Linked DNA regions of Mus musculus: all the other regions are linked to region 2. The links are chromatin contacts, called in public ChIA-PET and Hi-C maps. All regions are on one chromosome and are shown on one strand. Each heading gives the region's core, a stretch centred on a gene start, on an enhancer-like site or on the middle of the called end of the contact. The rest is flanking DNA. Distances are from core to core; before and after follow the strand shown. Region 1 overlaps Cacna1c (calcium channel, voltage-dependent, L type, alpha 1C subunit). Region 2 holds the start of Dcp1b (decapping mRNA 1B). Region 3 has its middle 20 kb from the start of Adipor2.

Region 1 (4,539 bases), core at 176-2,675, 250 kb after region 2:
GGAGCCTCCCCCATCCCCCCACCCCCTCCGTGGCAGCCCTCCTGCCTCAGCTGGGGACACAGGTGTGGACACTATTGGTGGCTTGATTTCCTGGTTCTTTTTACTCCTTTCTCCCTTCTTCCCCAGGAATGCTCTAGGGTGGGGAGAATCTGAGAATGGATCCCCTTCTCGCTTGGCTTCTTCAGGGGAGAGAAAGAGCCAAGAACCGAGTCAACCTCTTACATTAGGACTGCGATCCAAACATCTGTGCTTTCACGGTTGTCTCTGAGGTAGTTCTGTGCAGAATACACTTCCACAGAAACTTTGCACTAGAAATGAATGTGACTTGTTTGTCCCTGGGATTTAGGAAGATTGAGTCCACAGAGCCAGCACCCTGAGTGGTTGCTTTGTCCCCTATGGTCCCCCTTTGGTCTTACCATGAAAAGCTTGGTAATTCAATGGCCAGGTGCTATTGACAGCGACCCTGTGGGATTTTTTTTTTACATTAATATTTCTGATCTGTGGTCAGGCCCTATAACCATCCAGGCTCTTTAAACAAGAATTACCAGACCCTCTGTCTGATTTGGACCATCTGGCTTCGGGTCACCTGTAGCGTTCATTGGCCACAGGTTCTTGGTGGCTCTGGGCATAGCTGGATAGTCCGCGTTTCTAACCAGCTTGTGATCAGGCCGAGCGGCTGGACTCAGATCACACTGCTTGACTAAGTTGGACTCTCCACAGACATGACCTGGGCATCAAGAATCTCTTTAAATTCCCCTGTGACTCCAGTGACCACCTGTTGCTAAAAAACCATTTCAAATCACCAACTGATCACCTCGTCTGGTATGCATTCTGTGGTCTTGTTGTTCAGGGTCTGTGTTGTGAGTGACAGGACCTCTAGAAGTTCCATTGCTCATGAGAGACCAATGGGAAGAATTAGGATGTCTATGAATTGAGTTTCTTTGATTAAGTATGCACCCAATGTGTCCCCTATGGGAAGAGAAGTCCTGGATAGTGGGCAGAGTGATCATGAGCCAAAACAAGAACTAGCTTGCTCTCTTGTTGTGCTTGGTGGCAGACAGACTAGAGGAAGGTTATGTGCATCTGAAATAAGAGCTCTCAGCGGTCAGCAAGTGGTACCTCTCCAGGAGAATGTGTCAGGCCATTGTACCTAGTGGTCATCCTGAGTTTTCTTGACTGCCTAGCGATGGCGTAGCTGGAGGCAGGAAGCCAGCTACCTCCAGAAGCAACATTAGAGTTATCAGAAACTCAGTTTTTAAATGAAAAGCTACAGGTCAGGCATAGAGAAGAACTAAAATATCTAATAAGTGTGTGCTCGCCTCAACCGTGTTTCTCCGAGTGTATTTAGACCTATACTGAGTATGTGCAATGTGCCTGCAGTGCTGGGCAGTGAGTCCCTGTCATTAGGGAGACATCTGTGCTCACAGAGGCTGCTGACCTGGCCATGTGGGTGATGCTCCAAGGCACCGGAGTCCGTGAGATAACGTCTTTAGGATCCTGAGTGGTTAGCCGAGATACTGTTTACAAAGGAGCAGCTCTTCTCTTTTGATACTCTGTGCTCATACCGAGCCCAAGCGACTCTTGACCGGTAAGAGGACATTTGTGTCGAGGCATATAGAATCACTAAACGCTTGCCTTTAGAGGTCACCCAATCCAGGCCATTTGCTCTGAGCAAGAAGATACCAAATCTACACAGGGTAAGCTATAGATGTGTGGCTATATGTGTGTGGCCCTCTGGCAGTGAAGCTGGATGCCAAGCAGCTTCCCTGAGGACCCACCCAGTCCTTCACCTTCCTTGCCACCTTCAGAGAAATGAAGCCAGCTCAGGAAACGTATCTGGGTCCTTAGGACCAGGGGCCCTCCCTCTGAAGAGTTAATGTTTTAATTGGCCCAGCAGAGCTGAAGTCTGCATGTGGGTAAGCGAGCACAGGTGGAGAAGCAGCAGCAGAAGAGAACCTTCTGGCCAGCACCTGCTACCTCAGCAGATGCCACAGCAAATGGGGACTGGGGACTGACTGTGACCAAGGGGAAGGGAGGGATTCAGTGGCATTGTCCTCTGGGTCCTCTATGGGCAGCAGGGCAGATGTATACTTTTAGAGAGGGATGGGCTGACTTTTTCTGCAAACCCCATGATGGGGCATTCCCTGGGGAAGCCATGGGTCAAATACCCTAAGAGAAAAGGCTGGTGGGGGATAGAGAAATGGCTTTGCAACAAAGAAATGAGCTGGGCTGAGAAGTTTCCCCACCTAACTACCCAGACCTGGGAAGGTGACCGCAAGGCAGGGTGAGATGCCATGGAAGCTCTGGTGGGAGTTTGGTCAGTTGGGCTGTCCGTGGGGAGTGGCCAGAGGAGCTTGTGTGCCTGACTTTATTAAGGAGACCGGCTCAGGGCTGTGCTCCCAGGGCCCCTCCTGCATAACTCGGGGTTCCTCTGCCTAGTGTCACGAGGAATGAGAAAAGCCGAGAACTTGAAGCAGTGTGTAGTTTTGGCCTTTTCTGGAGCAGCTGCCCCTGCTACAGGGGTCTGAGGAGAACTCCAGGACCTGGATTACAGTATGAACTGTGTGTGGCAGTTTTCTATGGGGTGCAGGCCTGCCTTGCCGACTCCTGTGAGAGAGCCTTCTCTGGCCTGCGTGAGTCAGGAGATTCATGAAATAAAGGGGTCTATAGACTGGATTTAAGGCCCCTTGGTTTGACCAGTTGCCAACCATGCGCACGAGACTTTTAAGCAAGGGAATCCCACCTCCTCTGCGTTATGAGGTAGTACTGAGTGTTATCACAGAGTGGGTTCACAGACTGTGCAGTAGCTGAAGCACCTAGGAATGTGTCTTGTCCAAGAGGCTCTTAGATGGTAGCCATTATGAAAACAAGAATACTTTGTTTGAAGAAAAAAAAAAGTAAAATGGAAGTTATTTATGAGGGGTCTCAACGTGGAACCGGACAGGGAATTTTCAAAGAGCCCTTGGCTCCCCTTGTAGCCCACACATAGAACTTGCCAGCACCACCTACTGGTAGCCTGTGGGAACTGCAAGTCCCTTCAGCAGGGGCAGGACAAGGTGTTGGTGGAGAGGGGAGGAACCTGGTGGTTTGCACCCCTTTAGATTACTTGAAACGGGGGGGGGTGCATGTAAAGAGGTTAGAGTCTGGAGACTTTTGGTCTTGTTCTCCGTGTAAATAGATTTTTATTAAAATGTGTCACTTGGCTGGCAAAAGCTGGACACAATGCCCATGGCAGCATTTGGCAGCACTTTCTCAGGATAGCCCTGGCTATCCTGTCCCAGAAGCAACGGGGGTTCCAGAGGCACTGCTCACCTCCATCTCAACTGGCCTTTGTTTTCTTCATGGCAGTGACACACAAGCCAAATGAAGAATGGTCCCATTCAGTCTCCTCCCCCATTCAGTCTCCTCCCCTTCCCCCCACCTCTCCGCCCACACTTTCCTCCACCCTCCTTTTTCCTTCTGCCCTCTCCCCTTCTCCCTCCTTCCTCTCCCACTCCGTTCCCAGGCTCCCTTACTTCTTCCACCGTCTCTCCTCCCCTCCCCCCTGGCTCTCCATCCATCCGGTCGGTCTGCTCTCGTTCCCTCCCTCACACCTCTTCCACCATGTCTTATCTGGATTCTCACAGCCACCATCAGTCAGAGATCCCTCACATACACACAGCTCCACTGGGTCTTCCCAGTCTGCTCTGCCCCAGCGGCCCCTTTCACAGGTGCATCTCCACTCTCACCCTCCCGCCCTCTTCTTATTTTCTGCTAGCAAACCCCCAACACCTCAAACTATTCGCTTGAAATTCCTGTGCAGCCCTTCTTCCTCTTTGCCTAACCCATCTCAAATGCCTTGCCATTACCACCTCCGGCACCCATTAAAGTTTCTTTTAGAGTTAGTTCTTCCTCCAGGGTGCTTCTGTGGCCACTCATCAGCCCAGCACCCTTACTGTGGTCTCAGAGCCCCTACTATGCCTGTCATATGTCATGGGTGGCCTTTCTGTGTACCCTTGTCTCTCTTCCTAGCACAAGGGAGTTTTTTGTAGCTCTCTTTACTCCCAGTTCCTAGCAGAATCCCCTAACGTAGTAACCGTTCACTGAATGGCTGTGGATCCGGACGATTCTGGCTGGCCTTGAGATGCTGAACAGGCAATAAGGGGGCAAGCGATATCAAGAGAATCTAGTACCTGCCGTGTGCTCGGGACAGACCTGTTGTGAGCATCGTGTGATGTAATGTGATCACACACGGATTGGCACTGCCAGTGTGGCAGGTGACTGGGAAGGGCCATTCCTTCCCAGAACCCACAGCCTGACCTCCGGGCATGTGTCCTTTCGTTTCTTTCTGATCATGCCACCTCCTTAGCCCCGTGATAGGAAACAGCCTCTGCTAAAACCAAGAGAATGGAAGAGATGTCACATGCCAGAGTGGCCGGGAAAATGAGGTTACTCATCAGGTGTCATCAAAATGGATGATCTGTTCCCTGTGCCTTCAGGACGGGAAAATGAAAAGGGAACGGGAAGGTATGTTGACAGATGGGGAGTGAACGCAAGTGT
Region 2 (4,298 bases), core at 1,005-3,504:
ACAGGCTCCACATGCTAATCACATGAGGCTCCACATGCTAATCACATGCTCTACCACTTCACTGATCCCCGGTCCCTTGACCCTCACTCTCTGTGCATTCCTCCTTCTTCCTCTCAACACCCGACGTCGACTTCCAATGTGATAAGGACTCCCTGCCTGTACCTCACCCGTCTTCGTGCCAATCCCTTCCCTTTCATTTTTAAGGATATTTTTATACTTATTAGGTTTACACTGGAAAGGCTTTCATCCGGAGACCTGAGTGATACAGCACGGGGAAACAGCAGTGATGACTTGATTGCCCCCAGAGACTGCTCTATTGTTGAACTAAGTCTCTCTCCTTTGCCAGGCAACCACAGCCTAGGAGATCAGGGCTTTGAAAAGAAATGACCTTTTACTGAGTGAATTATATCCTGTCTGAAGAAAACAAGTCGAGGAAGCAGGAAAACAAAACTCCTGTAAATAATGCAATGTGACACTGGCCTTCACTGGGCGTTTGGTCCACCTCTGTAGGGATTTAAAACGGTTTCTGCCACACAGGACTGTGAAGAGGCGTTAGGAAAACTGCTACCGAGGGGTGGGAATGGTGCACTGTACATTTCAACGGCTTCTGATCTTCTAGCCTGAGCCTCCTGCCGAGTCAACTTACCCCACTAACTCTTACTGGGTCCTACTCCATGTATACTAACTGAATTACCTCCATAATATTAGGTGTGGATTGGCAGGCAGAGGCCAGTCCAGGCAGAGGGCATGCAACTAATAGGTTGCAACCCCTTTGGCATACGTCTATCTCCAAACATAATTGCATTACAATAAGAAGAGTAGCAAAATTACAGTTAAGAAGTAGCAACGAAAATAATTTTATGTTAGGGGTCACCACAACAGGAGGAACTGTATTAAAGAGTCCCAGCATTTGGAAGGCTGAGAAACATTGACCTAGAGAAGTGAAGCACGTTTATGTACAGTATCTTCACATAAATAGAGAAACATTTCAGTGGGGAAACTCCCTTTACTTATATAGGCCCATAGTGTAATTTCCTCTGGTGTCCAAGAAAGACAGCCTCAATTAATCAAACTAGGGATATTCAGAACAATGGATCTCTGCAGATTTCCCCTTCAGGTTTGGCTCTTAGGAGAACAGACATGAATTCTTTGCCTCACTTCAGTTAAGAACTCGGACAAAACTATCGGAAAAGATTCCCGGCCCTGTTTCAGGGGTGTTGGGGATGAAGCAGGTGCCTGCCCCAAGCTCCACGTCCAAGAACTTTCTTCATTCTTTTGTGTGCATGGTTTTTGGGTCGTTCTTATTACAGCCTACTTAATCATAAATCTGCTCAAAAATGAAAGTTTTCTTTGCATAAATCTTGATGTTTGTTTCAGTCTTGGCGAACACACCGGGGGAAAAAAATTGAAAATTTGCAAGGTGTTTTCCATACACCCAATGAACCTTATTAAAAGCATTGGTTATATACTGATGAATATTTGGACAAAAGTCACAAAAGAGGAGGAAATGACACTTTTATATATTCAAAGGGATGGTTTATAAATGATAAGAACCAATGCCTAGGCCAGAACTAATTGGTCTCCCGTTGCAATTCCAGTCTAGTTGTGTGGAAAACTAAACTTCATCCAGTTACTGTAGGCTGGGACTCGGTCTTGTTGGAAATGGACTGAAATGGTTAGGTTACCAACCCTGGCCTCCTACATCCAAGTCTGGGGTGTCCCACCCATGTCCATTTCCTCTTTATTCTCCCACGCTTGCTCTTAGGTGGGTGCCTGCCCTGCATTTCGCACTCCGGCTGCTCCTCCTCCGCGAGGCTGGACTTATCTAAGTTTGGGGCTTCCGGGCTGCCCTCCGCTGCCGGAGAGCTTCTGTCTTCTGATCTCAAAGCCCGTGGCCCGCACTCAGCGGAGCCGGCCACACCTTCTGTGTCCCTCGTCCCCCACCTGCTGGTGGACCCGCGGGTCGCCCTCCACCAGGACCGGCCCCCGCCCGCCTAGCCGTGCCCAGCATCTCCCGCCCTGTCCGCGCCCCGCCTTCCGCACGGCCGCGGCGTCCGCACGCACCCACTCGTTGGCCCGATGGCCGAAAGTGTACAGAGCCACCTGGCTGGCCACGTCCACGATGCGACTGATGTAGGGGTCGTGGCGCCGCAGGGCTGCCAGGCTGATATCGTGTCCCTTCCCAGGCAGGCCACCTGCCGCCGCGGCCGCCATCTTCCCACCCACCCTCCTGCCCAGCCTTCAGGAAGCCCCCTCAATCGACCGCCGAGCGAGCGAGCGAGCGCGGCGGGGCGACCTTCCGGCATTTGGGGACCCGGGCTAGGCTTCGCTAATCGATGGCCGGGTCCTCTCGCGGAGGATCGTCGCCTTGGCAACAGGAAGCTCAGCCCTGCTCAAGGAAGCCCGTTTTATCTATTTCTTTCTTCAGGAGCCTCTGAGCTGTGCCCATTTCCTTCTTGAATACGGCCCACGCCTTTGCAGAGCTCTTCTTTGGCTCTTCGATGACCAATCAAACATAGTCACTCCAAAAAGAACTCTGAGAATTCTTAAATGGGGCTCCCCAATATCCGTGAGGGATTTCCTGAGTGCCTCAGAGGCCTGCAAGGTTATGATTGTCCATGACAATTCTGAGACTTGCATGATGTGTGCAAAAGGACGACTGCACCGGTAAAGAACCAAGGGAGGCCCCAAACTGCACCACTAGCCGGTGTATTCTTGCCGCTGTGCATTATTCTCTGGAAAACTTGTCTGAGCAGCTGAAGCCAGGCGTCCCTTGGTCAAAGTACTAAATTAAAAAAAAAAAAAACAATCTTTGGGTATATTTTTTAAATTAATGTGGGGGAAAAATTAGAAAGAATGGATAACGCAGAGCTGTTGCACGCCATATTTGCCTCTAGGCAAATATGTTCTGCACTTGAGATGGGCTGAATTTGTGGTTTTATTGTAGGTTTTGCTGGGGTTGGAGGGCTTGTTTCTCGAGACAGAGTCTATGGCAGGTTTCAGTCTTTGCTCCTCCTGCCTTGGGGTCTTAAGTGCTAGGACTACTGGGGTGTGCCACCACCCAGCCCAGGGGTTTAATTTTACTTCCACAGAGCATCAGTTTAACATGAAAGAAAGATGAACAAACTTATGGCTATTCAGATAGATTCTGGACAGGCTTTTTCAAAACTAAGATTTTCCTGTTTCTTTCAAGAAATCAAGGGGTAGGTATTGTTGCTAATGATAATTTTTTAGGTTAATTTTTAAAAAAATGGGCCATGAGCTTGACTGTCTCAATACTTAAGTCTCTTCAGATGAGACCTGTGGTGCTATCAATGAGTACACTTCTAAAAGATTATACTCTAATGGGAACTGTCAACATTTGAAAGATATAGCTCCCTTAGCCCGGTCATTCAATGATTTTCAGATAATAAAATGGTGTCACAAACTCACATACAGGTAGGAGATCCATTCAAGGCGAATGTGGATCAGTGGATTTCAGTGTCCCACAAAGTATGAAAGGGTGATAGGACTTCAAGAAACTGCACTTTGTCAAATTTTGATATATCATCAAAGGATATTTATAGTTACATGAACAGATCATTAAAGTGGCATCCCTTGTACCATTACATTGTCTTTGTGAGGCTAGGACTTGTTCATTTATGTGACTTATTAAGTCAGTTTACACTTGGGATGATGAGAATCTGGTAGTTGCTCAGTGCATAAAGCTGAGTGCCTCACGAGTTCTAACATGGCACTGAATACCTGGGTATCTGGGCAGCTGCTGGTCCTTACTCAACAGTGGAAGCCTGGAAACACTGGTTCTCATAACAGTATCAGCATCAAACCAAGCCTGTGGCAATAGGGAAGGCCAGCAAGCAAGAGGTAAAAAAAAATCTTCCTTCTGTCACACAATCTTTTTATCCGGGCTGCACTTAGAAGGCACTGTCCACACTTGGAGTAGATCTTTGCACATTAACCAATGAATCAAGGCCATCAGGACAATTTCTCAGGTGAGGTTCCCTGCTCATGTGATTGTAATTTGTGACAAGTTGACATTAAAACCAACCATCACAGATATTATTTGTTATAAATAAATACATAAACAGTTGGATAGCAGGGAACACACACACACACACACACACACTTTTTATTTAAAAATATTGACTCTGACTCTAAAGTTGATTTCATGATCCACTGAAGGAATGTGACTTGCCGTTTGAGAAACAGAACAAAACCATGTTGTCTATACTTGGTCCTAATGGCTTTCTATTCCCTTCAAGTGGCCCCACAAAGCTGACTACATAGTGTTGCAGGCT
Region 3 (4,618 bases), core at 1,154-3,653, 230 kb before region 2:
CCAATGGAAGTAATTCCTCAATGGGGTTCCCACTTCCCTCTGTGTAGGTTTGTGTCAAGTTCACAAAATTTTGACAGCAAATAATCTTAAAGGAATCTAGAGGCTATCAATAAAGGGACAGAGTACTGCATTTGCCATCTGGAGGCTGAGGAGGAAGGAACTCAATCACATTATGGAAAATTAGCCTAGGCCAGCTAGGGTGGGTGACTGCAATCCTGATACTCTGGAGGCTGAAGCAGGAGGGTAGAGACCTTAAGGCTAGCCTGGGTTACATAGCAAGACCCCCCATCTCAAGCCAGCCAACTAACCAACCAATCCCAAATACTTGAAAAATACCATGAGAAACCTTCACCCACATCTTCTCACCCAGAGTTAAAGCATGGGAGGCTGGAGTTTCATTGCATTTTGACCTTGTGAAAGAGCCTGTCTGGAGACCTGTGTGCCAGGAAAAGGCTTAGCCTTTGAACCTTGAGCAGAATTGGGGCAGAGGGAAACTGTTATCTGGAAGACAGATTATTCTTGCTGTTCTCACAACAGGTTTTGAAATTCTCTGGAGCCATGACCCAACCCCCATTGGCCCCAGCTCTAATCAGCCCCTTTATTTTAGTCTCCCTTTTTGAAACAGTCTGGATGTGAGCCAATATGTCACACGGCTAAGTCACTCTACTCAATCTCTACCAATAAGCTCCAGAGATGGGAAACCTCTGGACTCAGCATGAACCCTATTAATGCTTGACTTAGAAGCACCTATGGAACTCAGATAAGGGGAACATTGAAATATCACCCCATTGATAACTGAACTATCACCCCAATGATAAGGGACAGATCAGGGATAGTATGCTTACTTAGCATGCACAAAGCTCTCTGTTAAAGTTCAAGTTCAGGAAAACACGGAAGAAATGCCAGTCGGTGGTGGCTCAGGCCTTTAATCTCAGAGGCAGAGGCAAGTTGATGTCTGAGTTTGAGGCCAGCCTGGTCTACAGGGTGAGTTCCAGGACAGCCAGGGCTACATAGAGAAATTCTGTCTTGAAAAAACAAAAAAAACAGAAAAGGAGAGAAAGAAAGGAAGAAAAGAAAGAGAGGGGGAGGAAGGGAGGAAGGAAGGAAGCAAGCAAGGAAGGGGAAGAGGAAGAGGAAGAGGAAGGGGAAGGAAAGGAAAGAGCCTAGTCTAGCTGTGTGTGGTATCCCACATTTATAATCCCAACACTCTGGAGAAAGAGCTACTTGGATCTCTATAAAGTCAAGGCCAGTCTATACTATAAAGGGAATTCTTGCCAGCCAGTGCTACATAAGCAATACCTTGTCTCAAAAAAAAAAAAAAAAAAAAAAAAGAGTTACCTAAGGCTATAGAGACAGCTCAGTAGTTAGGAGCACTGGCTTCTCTTCCAGAAGGCCTAGGTTTGGTTGCCAGTACTTAAGTGGTGGCCAACAACCATCTGTAATTCCAGTTTCAAAAAAAAAAAAAATCCAGTCTGTTTTGGTTTTTGTCTAAGGACACCTTTTACTTCACTTGTATTTTATCTGACTGGCAAGCAGGGGACTAACTTGGAAAAGAGGAATGGCGAGAGGCAGGCTACTGTACGAACAGGCTACCACTAGGCTCCTTCCTGTGTTCGTATATGTTATTTTATTTTATTCCTTTCAGATAAACTGTAATGGGTTGTGTGTCACAAGCAGTTGCTGAGATACAACCTCCCACAAACCACAGACCTTCCCTGGGTCTTGTTCCTTGTGGTGAGAATCACAAGCTCTCCCTGGTTACCAAAACTCAGCCAGTGGTGACAGTGGGTTTCTTCCTTTCTGAAAGCACGGCAGGGGTTAGGACAAAGGCTTGAGTGTGTGAGTGCTCGCGTGCGCGCGCGCACACACACACACACACACACACACACACACACTCCCCTTTATAGGTAGTCAAGATTACAGGTTCAAGGAAGGCAAGCTGCCTATTTGACCTGGTGAAGCTGTAGTCAGTTCTGAGAGCACTGCAGTTTTAGAATAGCCTCTACCTAACCAGTGAGGCAAGGAATTAAAATCCCCAAACCCGACACTCACCGAGGTAGGAATTTTGCCATTAGTTTCATGTCAGTGTAGCCTATAGTTTGAGACCCCCCCCAAAAAAAAAACCTGAAAAAAGGGGGTGGAGGTGTAGACTTCTTGTGGAGTGTTTGCCTAGCCTTGGGTTCAGCACCCAGTATCACATAAATAACGGGGTATGTAACCCTGAACATCCCAGTACTTGGGAGGCAGAAGCAGCAGGACTCAATGGCACAGTGAGTTCTGGGGTGGGGGTGGGGTGAGGAGGGGCTGAGGGTGGAACCTGGGCGTTTCAGGTCCCCTGGACTCCTTACTTTGGGGCAGGAAGTCTTCACCATGGCAGAGCTATGTCAACCCTTCCTCTTCTGCGGGCTTGATTGTAACAGAGGCCGTTTCTGTTCTCACTGTACACAGTTGAATATTGAATGTCGAGTGTCTTCCCAGAGGCTTGTATTTAGCTGAGACTTTGCCCCTAGAGAGTGGTTCTATTGGGAATATTGGGACCTTTAGGAGGTGGGGACGAGTGGGAGGGTCACTGGGAGTGTACTCAAAGAGGATATTGTAGGATTCCAGCCTTTCTATTCACTGAGTTCGTGAAACATTTTTATTGCCCCCCCCCCCCCCCCGCCTTCTTTTGAGCCAGGATTTTACTGCCTGTCCCTGGCTGGTCTGGGATTTGCTGTTGACCTTAAACTTACAGAAATTTCTTCTTCCTTTGCTTCTGAGTACTGAGATTAAATCATGTACTACAATGCTTAGCTACGCACCCGGACTCTGACCCCAAATCTTTTCAAGTTTGAGTAATTTACTCAAATGATTCAGAAATCTTGGAGTCAGAGTCCCTGTCGATGTGTTTTTTAAAATGGCAGAGGTATATAATCTGGCGGACGGGAGCATCTCCATAGCCCGTGCTGATCACTTTGTCAGTCATGGTGGCACAGCCTAGTCTACAAAGCAAGGACTAGTTAGTGAGATCCTGTCTCAAAAAAAAAAAAAAAAAAAAATTTAAAAATTCAGTTGGATCCACACAAGCGATGATCATCTTTGGGCCCTCCTGGAAAACTTGACGGAGACGAGGGTCAAGGAGCCCACACCTGGACAAAGGCTGCTTAATTATGCACAACTCTTTTGTTTGTTTGTTTTGGTTTTCGAGACAGGGTTTCTCTGTGTAGCCCTGGCTGTCCTGGAACTCACTTTGTAGACCAGGCTGACCTTGAACTCAGAAATCCGCCTGCTTCTGCCTCCTGAGTGCTGGGATTAAAGGCATGCGCCACCACAATTATGCACAACTCTTGCCTTCTTGTGAGAGTCCCCAGAGCCCAAGTCGGTGCCTAAAGATGGTCTTGGTCTGTCCACTAGACCCTTTGTTTAGTCCCTTTCCCAGTGTGGCCACATTGAATAAATCTCCTCTCTCAGGTTTTTTCAAAGTATTATTTTTATTCTCTGTGTATGAATGTGTTGCCTGCATGTATGCATGCCAGTGCCTACAGAGGCTAAAGTTACAGTTCTGAGCACCTCTCCAGCTCCCTCTGTTTGCTCCTTTTTTCTTCCTGGAGCTCACAGAGATCCTCCTGTCTCCACCTTCTGAGTGCTGGGATTGACTCTTCTTGCTTTTTGAGGCAGGGTCTCATGTAGTCCTGACTTTTCTCAAACTCCATATGTAGCCAAAGATGACCTTGAACTTCAGCTCTTCTGTCTCTTCCTCCTTCTTCCTCCTGGGTGCTGGGATCTCAGGCGTGTATGCCACCAAGCCAAGCTGTTTGTGTCGTGCGCGGGGGATCAAGTGTCTTTGTAGCTTTAGCACTGGGAAATGTGAGCCCTTCACCCGTCCCACTTTCTCAAGACTGTTTTGGCCAGTCCCTATCCATTCTCATTGGACTTTTAGTATCAGTTTGTTAATTTACGCCAGCAAAGGCACGTGTGCAGGTAGGTGTGCCTGCCTGTGCCTTAGTGGACACCAGCAGATGTCAAGCATCCTTCTCCGTCACTTTCCATCTTAACTCCTTGAGAAGGGCTCTCACTGAATCTGCAGCAAGCCTCACTCAACTCATCCTCCTGTTTCCTCTCCACAGCACTGTTGTTTCAGGTGTACCTGAAAACCATGTGGATTTTCTTCATGGGTGCTGGGGATTTGAACTCGGGTCCTTATGCTTGTGCAGCCAAGTGTTCCTACCCACTAAGCTGTGTTGTCAGCCCAAATCATTACTGTCCTGAACTCACTAGGAAGCCAAGGATGATCCCGAGTTTCTGTTCCTTCTGCTTCTACCTCTTGAATGCTAGGGTTCCAGGTACGTGCTACTCTGCTTGCTTTATGTGGTGCTGGAAATGGAACCGGGCTTTTGTCTATACTCGGTAAACACTCTCCTGACTGGATCATAGCGCTAGTCTGTAAATCTTTAATTTATACTGAAATACTCACTGAAATATCTAGCCTCTGCAAGGCCCTGTGCCTTGTCTGACGTGGCGATGTTATAGCATCCGCACCAGCTCATGCCTGACCTAGAGCACGCAGTCTCAACATAAAGAACAGCAATCAAATGAATAAAATGTGCTCAGGTGAGAAAGAGATAGCACTACTCTCGGG

The links. Hi-C and Micro-C count contacts between places; a contact is called where the count stands out from the background. ChIA-PET counts read pairs in DNA pulled down with a chosen protein or histone mark.
Region 1: a Hi-C map of cerebral cortex shows a contact between it and region 2, with 2.0 times the contacts expected there. The contact joins the enhancer-like site here to the promoter of Dcp1b in region 2. A contact is called at or near these places in 5 of 39 promoter capture datasets (the 3T3-L1 cell line, 3T3-L1-derived adipocytes, hippocampal neurons and 1 more), 6 of 484 Hi-C or Micro-C datasets (cerebellar granule neurons, cerebellum, cerebral cortex and 3 more), 4 of 115 datasets of contacts at active chromatin or transcription factors (embryonic hindbrain, embryonic stem cells, forebrain and 1 more) and 1 of 9 other capture datasets (pancreatic islet).
Region 3: an RNA polymerase II ChIA-PET map of memory CD8 T cells shows a contact between it and region 2, with 93 read pairs. The contact joins the enhancer-like site here to the promoter of Dcp1b in region 2. A contact is called at or near these places in 2 of 39 promoter capture datasets (hippocampal neurons and neural stem cells), 1 of 484 Hi-C or Micro-C datasets (embryonic stem cells), 7 of 115 datasets of contacts at active chromatin or transcription factors (the 230-238 cell line, bone marrow-derived macrophages, embryonic stem cells and 2 more) and 3 of 9 other capture datasets (adipose tissue, liver and pancreatic islet).

What each region holds. Positions count from the first base shown.
Region 1 is chr6:118,921,532-118,926,070 of GRCm38.p6, reverse strand. The region is part of intron 3 of Cacna1c (calcium channel, voltage-dependent, L type, alpha 1C subunit); the gene reads left to right. Among named protein-coding and RNA genes, the nearest start is that of 4931430N09Rik, 44 kb to the right of the region's middle. Within about 2 kb of position 1,425, at least 13 of the 459 cell types and tissues checked have an H3K27ac peak or open chromatin away from gene starts, as enhancers often do. A contact at or near this core is called in cerebellar granule neurons, cerebellum, cerebral cortex and 1 more, where this site is marked.
Region 2 is chr6:119,173,209-119,177,506 of GRCm38.p6, reverse strand. It overlaps Dcp1b (decapping mRNA 1B), which reads right to left and starts at 2,254. Exons shown (of 9, transcript NM_001033379.3): 1 at 2,065-2,254. The coding sequence starts at 2,214. It also overlaps a transcript of Cacna1c not described here.
Region 3 is chr6:119,405,931-119,410,548 of GRCm38.p6, reverse strand. It overlaps a transcript of Adipor2 not described here. Among named protein-coding and RNA genes, the nearest start is that of Adipor2, 20 kb to the right of the region's middle. Within about 2 kb of position 2,403, at least 91 of the 459 cell types and tissues checked have an H3K27ac peak or open chromatin away from gene starts, as enhancers often do. A contact at or near this core is called in the 230-238 cell line, bone marrow-derived macrophages, memory CD8 T cells and 1 more, where this site is marked.